2 separate regions of the Sus scrofa genome follow, and region 2 is linked to region 1. Evidence: chromatin contacts called from public HiChIP or PLAC-seq data. All regions are on one chromosome and are shown on one strand. The core of a region is the stretch at or near the end of the contact, and the rest is flanking DNA. Distances in the headings are between cores, read along the strand shown. Region 1 holds the start of VPS50 (syndetin). Region 2 holds the start of GNG11 (guanine nucleotide-binding protein G(I)/G(S)/G(O) subunit gamma-11).

Evidence for each region. HiChIP or PLAC-seq counts read pairs in DNA pulled down with a chosen protein or histone mark.
Region 2: an H3K27ac HiChIP or PLAC-seq map of alveolar macrophages shows a contact between it and region 1. The contact joins the promoter of GNG11 here to the promoter of VPS50 in region 1. A contact is called at or near these places in 2 of 2 datasets of contacts at active chromatin or transcription factors (alveolar macrophages and skeletal muscle).

Annotation. Positions count from the first base shown.
Region 1 is chr9:73,071,153-73,077,900 of Sscrofa11.1, forward strand. VPS50 (syndetin) reads left to right here and starts at 3,726. Exons shown (of 28, transcript XM_021102384.1): 1 at 3,726-3,886. The coding sequence starts at 3,794. It overlaps HEPACAM2 (HEPACAM family member 2), which reads right to left and starts at 3,720. Exons shown (of 10, transcript XM_021102395.1): 1 at 3,665-3,720.
Region 2 is chr9:73,719,306-73,725,897 of Sscrofa11.1, forward strand. It overlaps GNG11 (guanine nucleotide-binding protein G(I)/G(S)/G(O) subunit gamma-11), which reads left to right and starts at 2,022. Exons shown (of 2, transcript XM_005667613.3): 1 at 2,022-2,663; 2 at 6,493-6,592. The coding sequence starts at 2,568. All of the region lies in intron 3 of LOC106504955 (a long non-coding RNA gene), which reads right to left.

The sequences.
Region 1 (6,748 bases), core at 2,476-4,975:
ACGCCGGATCCTTAACCCACTGAGCAAGGGCAGGGACCGAACCCGCAACCTCATGGTTCCTAGTCGGATTCGTTAACCACTGCGCCAGGACGGAACTCCTGGTGTTCACTTCTATGTAGTTACATCTCCAGTGCTGCCTCCCAGAAGCCTTGATCTCCTCATGTGGGTGCTAAATGACCATGCAGCAATGCCCTCTTTCCTGGGCCCCCTCCAGGGCACTGCTTTACCTTCAGCACTGTGTCCTGTTTTCCACTACTGCTTGCTCAGGAAGTGCAGTTATGTCACTCAGGGGAGGCCACATCTTTCTGTTTTGATATTTACAGGATGACTAAAAATGCATCTTCCTAACCAAACCGGGATCTCAGCTTTTATTTAAGCTTCAGAGGCTTCTATTGTTTAGGCCATCAGATATACACCTTTATCCTACTTAACTAGGATAAAGTAGCTAATGCTACTCTCCTGAATCAGATCAATTTACTTAATTCTTAGCCCAGATGTTCCAATCTGCTAAAATGGGGCGGGCACTCCTTTACCAAGGGACTAACATCCAACAAACTTTCCTCAAGACTTGCTGGCACGCTATTTACACCTTCCATTAGTTTGCTAGTTTGCTCTGGCCTACCACTAATGACCTTCAGGCAAGTGTGAAAGTTCTAAATAAGTCTACCTCTCCCCCCCCCCCCCCGCCGCTGGCTTGCTTTTTAGGACCACAACTGCAGCATATGGAAGGTCCCCAGATAGGGGTCCAACTGGAGCTACAGCTGCGAGTCTACACCACAGGCACAGCAACTTGGGATCGGAGCTGCATCCGCAACCTACACCACAGCTCACAGCAACGCTGATTCCTTAACCCACTAGCAAGGCCAGGGATTGAACCTGCGTCCTTGTGGATGCTACTCAGGTTCCTAACCCACTGAGCCACAACAGGAATTCCCCTAAATAAGTCTTAAACATGCATTTTTGAAAAACAGTAGTGAAATAACATGCTTCATCTTTTAAGAAGTGCTTTTTAGGTCTCTAGATTTTTGTTTTGTTTTTATTTTTTGGTTTAGTTTAGGGAATTAAAGATTTATCATGTCTGGCTCAATTATTTTCCATAGAGTTAGGATATGCTGAATTCGAAAATATATTTTATTTAGACAATAGCACGATTTACTTTACATGTTTCCAATATTTTAGCCTTTGAACTTTTAGAAGACAGGGTTGTCCATTTCTTTTTCATTAATAAGAAATGAACAAATGTGTACAGTTTAAAGTTAGCTTTAATGTTTTCTTGCCTTTTCAGGGTCAAATAGATACAGCAAACACTTGCTTCCCCAATTTGGCTGACAGAAAAACCCCCAAATACACAGAGTTGAAAAAAAAATTTTTTTTGGTCACCTTCAACTTTATGTATTGAGTGTATGAGGGGAAAAAATTCTGGGTTTGGATCTAGGTTCTAACCCTGTGACCTTGAAACATTAGATGGATAGTAAAGAGTAAATTTTAAATGCTAGAGCTGGCGCCCCCATGAATCACTGATGAGGTTGCCAAGGGGGAGGAGTTTAGGAGAGGGATGGAATGGGAGGCTGGGGTTAGTAGACGTAAGCTATTATACAGGATGGATAAACAAGGTCCTACTGATATTCAGCATCCTATGATAAACCATGATGGAAAAGAATACTAAAAAAAGAATGTGTATATATGTATAACTGAATCATTTTGCTGTGCAGCAGAAATTAACACATTGGAAATCAAGTATACGTCAATAAAAATGAATAAATAAAAATTTTAAAAAGAGTCACTGATGATTTTAAAGAACTCTGAAAAAATGATAACAATAATGACAGCATCCTCCTCAGTGAATCTCAACAGTCAAGCTTGAGAATTACTGGACTTGGATCACTCCTAATATACAATTTTCAACTAAACTTAAACTCCTTGAGCACTGTATTGCATTAATCTAAAGTACTTAGGATAGTGTTGACCAGTGCCCAACGATCATCAAATGTTTATGAATTTGGTTTCACTTTTTTTATGCTAAAATGTTTGGCACCTTCTGTTTCTTTGACGCTTGCAGGGACTTCTAAATGCTGAAGATTTTCACACAATAAGAACTGTCTGGCCATTAAAATTAGAGCAGGTAAATAATGAACTAAACTAAGCTTGCGCAAAAGACACTGGAATTTCTTGATAGAGTTAGAAATGGCAGTCAGAAAAGCATATAGGTGAACATATGTTTTCAAATGGAATTGCCAAGCACAACGACAGAATTATGCATAGGGTGGTTCTGTTGGAGCAATGGGGGTGGAATTAAGACTATAATACTTCATAGTTGTAAGGTGCTTTAAAATTTATAAATTGTACTTACCTACATCCTCTCACTTATTCTTACAAAACCTAAGTCAAATAATACAACCTCATTTGTAAAAATAAGATTCTGAGCGATCAAATAGAATTTCAGAGTTGTAAATAACCTCTATTTTAGTGTCCCCAAACTACAGTCACTTGCAAACCACTTTTATTATTTTTGCCATATCTGACCACCACCCATACTACTGTTTATCTAATATTTTTCATTAGTTAGGCACACTTTTAGCATTTCTTTAGTTGTCCTAAGACATATTTTTCAAACCACAGGTCTGTGTCTTATTTTTTTCCTAATAAACATTAATGAAAACAGATGCAAAATTTAAAAAATCATTAGTATCACACTTTAGGACCCACTCTTCAACACCATACATGAAACCCTTACTTAAAACATCTGGATAATCAGTCCTGTTTCTGCTTGCACATCTGCAGTAATCTTAGGCAAGTTGCTTAGTTACTCCATACTTTAGTTTCCTCATTTTGAAAATGGGTAAAATAGTACCATACCCAGAAGAAGGATGTGTGGATAAATGAGATACCATATGTAAAACTATTAGAGTTTTTGTCATGTAAGCTCTCAACAAATGTTAGCTATTACTGTTAGCTCTCAGTAGCTTTTTTTCTGGTATTCTCATAATTAGAAAGTTGGTTTTTAAATTGAACTCCAAACGACTCCCCTATTCCTTTCCTCACTTTAAATAAATTGCTGAAAGTTGAAAAGAGGATGCTCAAGTGACATTTATACTGGTTATTATTGTTATATTTTCCATCTTGCCTTTCCTTAGATGACACAGGTGGCAAACTGATAGGTGGGTGTTAAAGCCTGTGGTTTTGGTGTTCTGCAGTGGATGCCAACACTAGGACTGAGGAAGAACAGTCCTAACTCTGGACAGCGGCCTACTGGACAACGTGGACCACACTTTTCCTCAGGCCGGATCCAGCGCTACCTGGGGAGTGCTAAGTTCTCAGGTCACTTCTTGGAGCGTGCTTTCCCTAGCTTCCCCGTCCCTTCGCGTCAGCCTCTCGTCCTCCGACCCCGCCCCTCTAGACCAGGTAGGGTTTCCTCCATTTCACTCCTAGGGGGAATCGCGTCAGTTTGGTTTATAATACCGTCTTCTCAGTGTTTGTTCCTGTCGCTCAATACTTGGTCACCCAGTAGGTTTTCGCCTCGCCGAGGAAGAGCTACCTCAGGCCAAGTACCTCTTTAAAGACCGGCGACCATCGCCGTCACTCAGAGGAACAAGATTTGTTGGTTTAACCTCGGAGTCAGCTGTTTTGCGTGCCGGGAAATGTAGTACCTGGGCCTTCCTCTCACCTCCATTGCAGGTACCGGCGGGGGCCGGAAGACTGCAGTTCCCAGCATGCTCGAGGAAAGGAAGGAGACCCGGAGTTGGCAGCTCCACGTGACCACTCACTATGGCTTCCTTGTGTCGGGGCCAGCTGTATGGTGGTGCTGAGTGATTTGTTAATTCTCTGCGGCAGGGTATACCCTCGCGGTTCCGACATGCAAAAAATCAAATCTCTAATGACCCGACAGGTAAGTCGAAGGGGCTGAAGCAAAGGCCTCTTTCTCCGTTGGGAGAGGAACCGGGATGTTGTGTCCCTGGGCCGCGGCAGGCAGAGACCTAAGTTATAGGTGGTGGCAGGTGGCAGAGGCATTAGAAAGCCTGGGCACACTCTGGAAAGCTCAGACGAGCGGCCGTATTTGGAGCCCTGATCAGGCGGGTCCCGGTGACCCAGAAACATTTCTTTAGACAAGGTCAATGTGGGAGTCAGAGGCTATTTTTGCCTCTCCCCCCCCCGCCCCCGCTTCTCCCTTTTGCCAACTTTACAGTGACAGCCCTGTCTATCCTGCAGAGTTTCTTTTGTCCAGGCTGCCTGTAGGCTGTGAGCAGGTGGCCTGGGTAGGGAAGTGAGGTCTGTGTAATAGAGATGGCTGAAAAGAGTGAAAAAAGAGGATAATTTGAACATAGAATTGGTAGTTTTATGACTTTGAGCAAGTCCCTAAACCTAGTAGCTTTAATTTCCGGATGTGAAAGTGAGAATGATAATTATTTTTGTTCATCTTGTCTCACAGTTTTGTTAGGGGATTCATCAGTAAGTTAGTATATGCGAAATAATACTTTAAAAAAAATCCATGTCATGTTAAAATAATGATCTTTTATTTTTCGCCAGAATCCTAATTCATGAATAAAACCTTTGGCTCTTTTCTATCTCATTTCATAAAAGTTAGAGACTTCCTAATAATGTGTCAGCTTCTTTCATGTAAGAAGTGGCAGAAATGTACTTTTATGTGCTTTTTGATTATGGTTTGACTTTAGATACCTTTATTTCAACTCTTTTTACTACAATTGGCTATTCTTTATTATATTTATATGAGAGAAGTGTAATTTAGAGTTTTAAGTCAATGTGGTTTTGAGAACTTAGGAAAATGTGGAGGATAATCATTTAGTGAAAGGTTCATTTACGAGGTTTTTTTATTGTTGATTAAAAAAAAAGCCTGCAAGCTCCAAATTAAATTCTTATTTCCTAGTTCAGAATTGAGAGATATCCGAATAGGTTACACATTGTAGATCTCTGGTGAAGAATACAAGAATCCTATATGATTATTTTACTTCTGTCAAATTCTACTGTTAATATCATGAAAAAAAATAAAATTAAGAAGTCTGTGAATAATAAAAGATTTAAGTAAGTAGGTAGTAACATTTAGAAGCCCCTCATATTTGTTGAGTATGGGTTCGTACCTGAAGATGGGTTTGGGTCCTGCTCCATCCTGTAGTAGCTGTGTGACTTTGAGCAAGTTACCTAATTTTTTTCAGTATTTATTTTAAAGAAAATAGGAATGATAACATGTAGCTCATGGAGCTTTTATAGTGGTGATATTTATATGATATGATCAAAGTAAAGAGATTAAAAAAAGGGGTTAACACAGTTCCTGGGCCTTGTCAAGGAAGTCTGTGATCATAGAGATGATCTCAGTGGCTGCATTGATAGTGGGAAAGTGGGAAAAATTGGAAGCCAGCTGTTGCAGTAACTCAAACGATAGTTGATTTCCGGCTGAGTTTGGTATCCCTTTGATTTTTAAAATAATACACGCTTATGTATATTGTATCACCAGTACACCTAAACTACCTTTGGAATGCTGAATTTGGACCTCTGTACATCACCTAAGTTTGGTGTTTCCTCTTGCTTGTTGAGCAATTCATTGTGGTCAGTATTGCCGTCATTGTGCAGCAACTTTGGTTGGTTTGTTTTTTGACTTTATTTTGTAATAGTGAATGGGAGATAAAAAAATTATACAAAGTTCAGATCCAGTGATAATAAATTTATGTCTCCTAAATGTAGTGAAATTGTTCTGAGAATGGTATTTCTTCACCCTCAATCAAGTTGCTTATTGGATTGAGCAGGTAAAGTCTGTGCTTTGTTGGGATGGAAAAAAAAACCTAAAGAACACTTAAAAAAAAACAAAAAAAACAGGAGTTCCCGTCGTGGCGCAGTGGTTAACGAATCCGACTAGGAACCACGAGGTTGCGGGTTCGGTCCCTGCCCTTGCTCAGTGGGTTAAGGATCCGGCGTTGCCGTGAGCTGTGGTGTACGTTGCAGACGAGGCTCGGATCCGCGTTGCTGTGGCTCTGGCGTAGGCCGGTGGCTACAGCTCCAATTCGACCCCTAGCCTGGGAACCTCCATATGCCGCGGGAGCGGCCCAAGAAATAGCAACAACAAGAACAACAAAAAAAGACAAAAGACAAAAAAAAAAAAAACAAAAAACAAAAAACAACTAAATCTGCAACTATACTGTGAAAAAGGTGAGGTAAAATTAGTATTGTTACACAGCTTGTAAAAGTCATCCTAATTATATTTGTTTATGGCTTGACTTCCACATATTTAATCATAATATACATTTTATGAATCTATGGAGGTGTGAAAGTAGGGTGCTGCCTAGAATTACAATGGGGATTTTGTTTGTACTGTTTATTATTATGTTAAATGTGGTAATATTACAAGTAAATATACATGATGATTTTCTTTTTTTGTGAAGCTAAAAGTATGCTAATAATATAATGTTGTTAATGTGGAGAGATGTGAAATTAAGGTCTATGAAACTTAGGTTTCCTTTCTTTTTTTTTTTTTTGGCATTTCAATTCTCCAGGGATCTTGGCTTGAAAAGAGTGGAAGGGCAGGCTTTGTTAGCTCTCTTTATTTAGATGAGATCTATTCTGCTTTCTCCAGTATGCTGGCCTTTGTTCTTTCAGTTCTTTCAACAAATGCTTATTGAACAGTATTGAACAGTATGTGCCAGGCACTATTCTAAGTCTGGGGTTCAGCAGTGAACAAAACAGATACTGCTAAGGCAGGCATGGTGATACACGCTTTGGAGGAATAGAGTCCTGGAGTTGT
Region 2 (6,592 bases), core at 772-3,271, 650 kb after region 1:
CAGAGGCAGAGAGGATCTATGTCTTGCAAAAATCACAAGGTAAAGTAAAACCAAAACCCAGTCTTTTTGAAGTTCAAATGAGTATTAAATCAACTCCCATAAAACTTCCCTCAATATTTTCTTTATATGGATTTTTAACAACATACTTAATACATCAGAAAACTAGTCACAGAATTGTTTTTCCTTTTTTTGCATTCCAAGGTAAACATGTCATAGTCTTTGCTTTTTCATACTTTAAAAGTGAAAGTAACCACATGGTTAACTTTTTTTTTATTAAGCAGATTCTTTAAAACCTTTATCAAGAGATAGTGGACTAATAAAGGTTTATTTTGGATTACATCTATCATTTTGACCACAGAGTGGTTTCTATACTATTTTGTAATAACTTCTACTAGAGGTAATATGGACGAGATAAGTAAAAATTTGACAACACAATTGGATATAACTAATAGTGGATTTTAACATTTGTCTATCCAAAATGTTTTGCTGATAAAATTCAAGAATACATGAGAAATTGCTTACTACATTGCTCTCTGGGAGGTGAATTCCATGCTTGATCATAACATCGTAGAAGTTAAATAACCATTATGGATTTATAAATATCACTGCATAGAACTAGATTTCCCAAGGAAGAAATTTCCAGGCCCAAATAATCCTATTTCTATGACTTGATACAGACATACATTAATTTACCTAACCAGCTTATTTCATTTGGGTGCTGAGCTTATTTAATTCAGGCCACATTAACTACTTTCACTAAACTTTAAGCTGTTTTTAACCAACTTTTTAAATTTAGGCAAACGGAATCAAAAACATGAATCAGTTCTGGAGACAGATGTGCTTTTTGTCTTGGCTCACTGCTCACTAGCAGGGGAAAACTTAGCACAGCTGACATAATTTCTTTGAGCCCAGGAGATCCTGGAACGTGTGGTATTTCAAATACAGAAAATGAAGCTCCTAAATATTTTTTGTGAAAGTAACTTAACAGATGTAGATACATAAATACAGTTAGAAGTGAAATGTATCTTAGCTAATTCACTCCTCCCCTACCCTATCACATATTTCACAAGTTAGAAAACCAACATCCAGAAAGAAATGTGACATTTCCAGTGATGGCCAATGGCAGAGCAGGCACTGGAACCCTTGAGTCATCAAGGAGCTCATTGTTCTTTACATTCTAATATATTCATTGAGGACCACTGGGAGGATCATGGACAGGAATTATGAACAAATGCAAACTTCTGCTCACAAAGCAGAGAGTGGCCATGGCATCTAAGGCCAAGTACCCTGAAATATTCTGTTACTGCCTCCACTCAACCTGAATTTGACTCTGTGGGCAGGGGGTGCACTCTGGGGAGAAAGAAATATGTATCTGACTGCTTGAAATACTTTCTCTGTGGTTTTTTTCTTCTTTTAATCTTTTGAGCATCATTAACAAGGTTTTAGAGAGTCAAAGGGAAACTGCGGGTAAACATCAGACCCTTTTTCCTGGCTTAGCAGCCAGATGCATACTGCTTTCCAAAAAGTGGAGAGAAACCAATATTAAGTGGATCCACTGCAAACATCCAGGAAGGTGCTTGAGCCAAGAATTCAAAACTCTTGGTGTCAAATGTCACCCAAACTTTGGCAGATGGGGAGTGGAGAAATACTTTCTGCTGAGAACTTTTAATAGTCCTGCCTCTGTCTTCTCTAGGATCATCCTTTTCTACCTCAAACTTTACAAAGAAGAAATAACAACTCTGTTGTTGAGGATGCCGTTTATTAAGTTCAGAAAATGGCCTGCGAGTTATAAAAAATGTTCCCATCCTTATGCCCTTTTCATCCCCAAATTTGTAAATCTGCTTCAAGCATTTAACAGACTAGCTGTGTGCACATCAACAGAAGCAGTGGGTGTTTCTGGAATAACAGCTCAGTTTCATTTTCCTCTTGGGCCTTTTCTGAAACGTCCACATTTCCCACAAAAAAACATGTATGAACTGGGGGAAAGTTACACGCTGTGTATTTTTGAAACTCTTGGAGAGGTGAAGGGCCGTTATTTCCTGCAGGGTAGTGTCCTCCTTTTGCTTACTTCACAAACAAAACCCGGATGTGACTTGGGAACGAAAAAAAAAAAAAAAAAAAAGGAACAAAAAGTAAAACTTTTGTTGTTTCTCCAGGAAAGTGGAAGTGGGCTAGCTCAGCTCCAACCTTGGGCTCCAGCCCAGGCCGGTCCTCCGCGGGCGTGGCAGGGTCGGGAGCCGGGGAGCGGCATCCCCGCGGGAGAGCGCACGGCCTCACTATTTCAGCCGCCCCGCAAACTGAACCCTCCCTGGACTCACTGGGGCAGGCCTCCCGGGGTAGTGGGGACCTGAGAAAGAGCCCAGAGCTTTTAAGACCGTGGGACGCTAGGCAGGGCTGGCGTTAGAGGACGTCGTCGGGGCGCTGGGGACCACGGCCCGGGGAGGCAGTCACCTCCTGCGCAGGCGGGGTGCGCCAGCAGCGCAGTTATTTCAGGAGGCGCCAGAGTTTGCCACCCGTCCAGGCGCTCCACTTCCAGAGCTGCCCCTGTGGCTGGTTCTGGGGTGAAAATGCCAGCCCTTCACATCGAAGATCTGCCAGAAAAGGAAAAGCTGAAGATGGAAGTTGAGCAACTTCGCAAAGAAGTCAAGTTGCAGAGACAACAGGTAAGTTGGGTGTCCCAGAAGATTTCCTTCTCTGAAATGAACCAAGGTCAGCTTTTCCTAGGTTTGTTTCAGTAAAACAAATAGGTTTTTTGGCTCTTGGGTTTGGGGGTTTTGTTTTTGTTCTCTCCCCCCCCCCCACCCCCGCAAAGCTTCTCTTGAAGAGGGGCTTTGGTGGTGCTTGGAAATTGCCACTTGATGTGGGAAAACAGAGCCAGGCAGGATCCCGTTAAAGCCAAATGTTGGAAAACGGCAGGGACAGATGAGAAATTCTGCCTGCTGATAGACAGTTGGTTTTAAAAACTTAAGCTGTGGGGAAAAGGCAGGTGGCTCCTTATTTCCTTGATCTTTTTCATAATGGGAAAGAATGGTATTTAAAAGACTTTTCTTTGAAAAAAAAATCACAATGTAAGTCTTGGTTTACCTAGTTTTGAGTTTCGTCAGGGTTCTCCAGAAAGTGTGTGACAAACAGTCCACAGGGGTTTGGGAGCAAAACATTACAATTTCTATCTTTCTTTATAACTCTCATCCCTTTATAATTTCTAGTTTATGTTTTGTAAGTATGCACAGTGGACTAATACCTATGCAGTAATATCTGTTTATGAATAATTATACATACACTGTGTACAGAAATTCTTTTTAGTTATCATGATTAACAATTTTAGGCACCCCTGATGTGGATTACAAAGTCTATGAGAAAATAGGTCCCAGTGTTCAGAAGTTTCCACTGAAATTTGTTGGAGACTATAATTTTTACTTCAAATTTTTACTGATAATAGGGGCCTGTATTTCTTCCCTTTTTTTCCCTCAGCCAGGCAACCTGTAGTCCAGAAATAGATTTGGGGGTAGATATTTTTTAAGGGAAATGATCTGGTCATTTCTCCACAGCAAGAAGAATTTAACCTGGTTTTATTTCTCTATAGTCTAACACTAGAAAACGTGAAGGAAAACAATGGAAAGGGAGTAGGTATGGTTACTATGCTTACTTACTTTCCTGCTCTAGTTTTGGTAAATCTGTTCAGGACAAGAGCCTTGTTACACAGAAGCACATTTTGAGTGATGTTTGGAAGATGTGGGCTTCGGGGACTTTACTCTTTATACATTTCTTTTCCCAATTTCAATCTTCCAAATCCCTAGTCTCCCCAGATTTTGAAGTGCCAAGCCTTTTCTGTACATGTTGAAAGCTTTTGTAGCTTTAAAAATACTGCTCATGTTTAAAGGGAAAACAATTACAGGACTCGATGAATAGGCCTGTTTCTTGAAATGAAGGGACCCCTTTTGTAGATGGCAAAGCCCACAATTTGGCATCTCTTGGCCACTTAGATTTTTTTTTTCACATGGTGAACCTTATAGGTTACATATTAAAGAGAGTTGGACTTGCACATACTGAAGTAAAGCATTGTCTGTGCAAAGTTGAAATATCTTAATATTTGGTATCACGATGCAGAACTTAGAGAGGAAAAAAGACAAGTGTCTTCCAGTTATCTAAAGTTTCAAATTAGAAATTGGTCAAGGGCCTGGATGCAGCTGACCGTGTAGAAATTAAAGGTATTATTCATTAGCAATGCCTCCTGCAAGCTTCCCACCTCCAGTCCCTCAGACATACCCTGCAGGAGTGGCCTTCCAGCCCCAGAAACTCCAAGTTTATGCCACAGGAAGAGAAAATTCAGGGATAACCTTAGAAGATGGCACGGGGTGGGGGTGGGGGAATCTAAGTCCTAATATTAAGATTTCAACATTTTATTACGCACTTTGCATTATATAGCATTAGTGCTAGAAAAACATCATGGCTCCTAGAGATCATTCGACCCTTTCGCTTTTAAGGATGAAAAAAACCTGAATCCCAAGGAAGCTGACTAGCCCGTTATTTGCACCCCAGAGAAAATGATAGGGCAGTTGTTAAAGCACGACACTAAAACACACATCTTCTGATGCCCAGTCCATTATTTTGTTAATAAATTGTCCATTTCCGAGCTGTGGCTCTGCTCAGGCCAAGGACACACAATTCACAGGCTGAACTCCGGCTGTAGCCAATTGTTGTTCAACCATATCCTCTTGATCTTGGAAGGAAATGCATCAAAGGAGTAATTATTCACTTTTGGAGGTTACACATCTTTTTGGAAACCTAATGTAGAAGCCTCTGTAAGAACAGATACACTGTGGGGAAACGTGAGTCTTATCCACAAATTTTTTTCCTTTTTTTTTTTTGCTTTTTAGGGCTGCACCCGAGGCAAATGAAAGTTCCTAGGCTGGGGTTGAATCAGAGCTACAGCTGCCAGCCACAGCCACAGCCAGGCAGGATCGAGCCACAGCCATGTCCACAACCTGCACCACAGCTCACGGCAATGCTGGATCCTTAACCCACTGAGAGAGACCAAGGATCGAACCTGCATCTTCATGGATCCTAGTGGGGTTGTTAACTACTGAGCCCCGAAGGGAACTCCCCACAAATTTCTTTGTGGCCAAAGAGCCCAGTTTATGATACTAACATCATCACCTCTGAGGATTCACTTAAAATGCCCATACAATGAATGTTAGCAAGACTGATAGCAAATGTTACCTAGAGAATGGTACTTGGAAACATTTTATTTTGCCACATCTTAACTATAGCACTTAAATTTTATATCCCTATATGCCAAGAATCTTTGGGGGTGTGGGAATAAAACACTAAGTTTTTGATTTTTTAAAGATTTCAATTGTGGTATAATAGACATGAAGCATGTTAATTTTAGGCATATAACATAGTGATTTGATATTTGTATATATTGCAAAAATGATATATTTTAGGTTAGTTTAAAATCTCATATTTTATAATTTCCAGTTTATAGTCTGTGATTATACAGGATGTACTAACACAGTAGTGTCTGCACTTCTAAGTAAATAATTATATCTATTTTAGGATACATATGCAAACATTTTTTAGTGATCACCATTAAAACAGTTTGAAGATTATTAATCTAAATTACAAAATGGGAACATTTGCCTAGATTAAAGGTCTCCATTGGAATTTTCCAGAACTACTATAATTTTTAGTTCCAATTTCTTACTAGTTATGTAGGCCTTCATTACAACACTGACCCTTTTTTTTCTTTCTTATTCCCCTCTCTTTTTTAAACCCACTTTTACAAAATGTTTCTTAAGGATAGACTTTTTGAAGAAAAGTCTTTCTCCTTTCAGAAAAAATTTAAACTACTTACATAAACATAAGCTTCAGATAAGGCTAATTAGCCTCAGATAAGTCTTTTATTATGATCAATTCTGAGCAGAGACACAGAGGGAGACTTAGGGGCAACTTTAGCCTTTCCAGAATCAGACTTTCTCCAATGCTTCTGTCATTTTGTAAAACTACAGAACCTGGAACATACCCACTAAGTAGGAATTGTTGCAGGACACATCCCCAAACTTTTGGGGAGTGTCTACTACTGCACCTGCTTAGTAGCATGGAAAATTGAAAGTGAGGGATATTTTAGTTCCCAAAATATTGTGATACATCATAAATGTATTTGCAGAGGAAGGAAATCATATGAGGCACAGTGGATAGAAATTGCTCAGGATAATTTTTTTAACACAGTGACTTTCAAACTTTTTTGACCCTGACTGCATTAAGAAATATATCTTATATAGTTTATATCATTCATATATATTATATAAGCTCTGTGCTGCACGCCAATATTTTTATTCTATTCGTTTTAAAAATTCTGGTTGTACCCAATTGCATTAATTTCACTAAAGGATGGTGACAAAATTTGAACAATCGTGACCTCTTTCTTTCTTCCTTCCTTCTTTTCTCTCTCTTTCCTTCTCTTTCTTTCTTGCTTTCTTTCTCCTTAAGGTATCTAAATGTTCTGAAGAAATAAAGAACTATATTGAAGAACGTTCTGGAGAAGATCCTCTGGTGAAAGGAATTCCAGAAGACAAGAATCCCTTTAAAG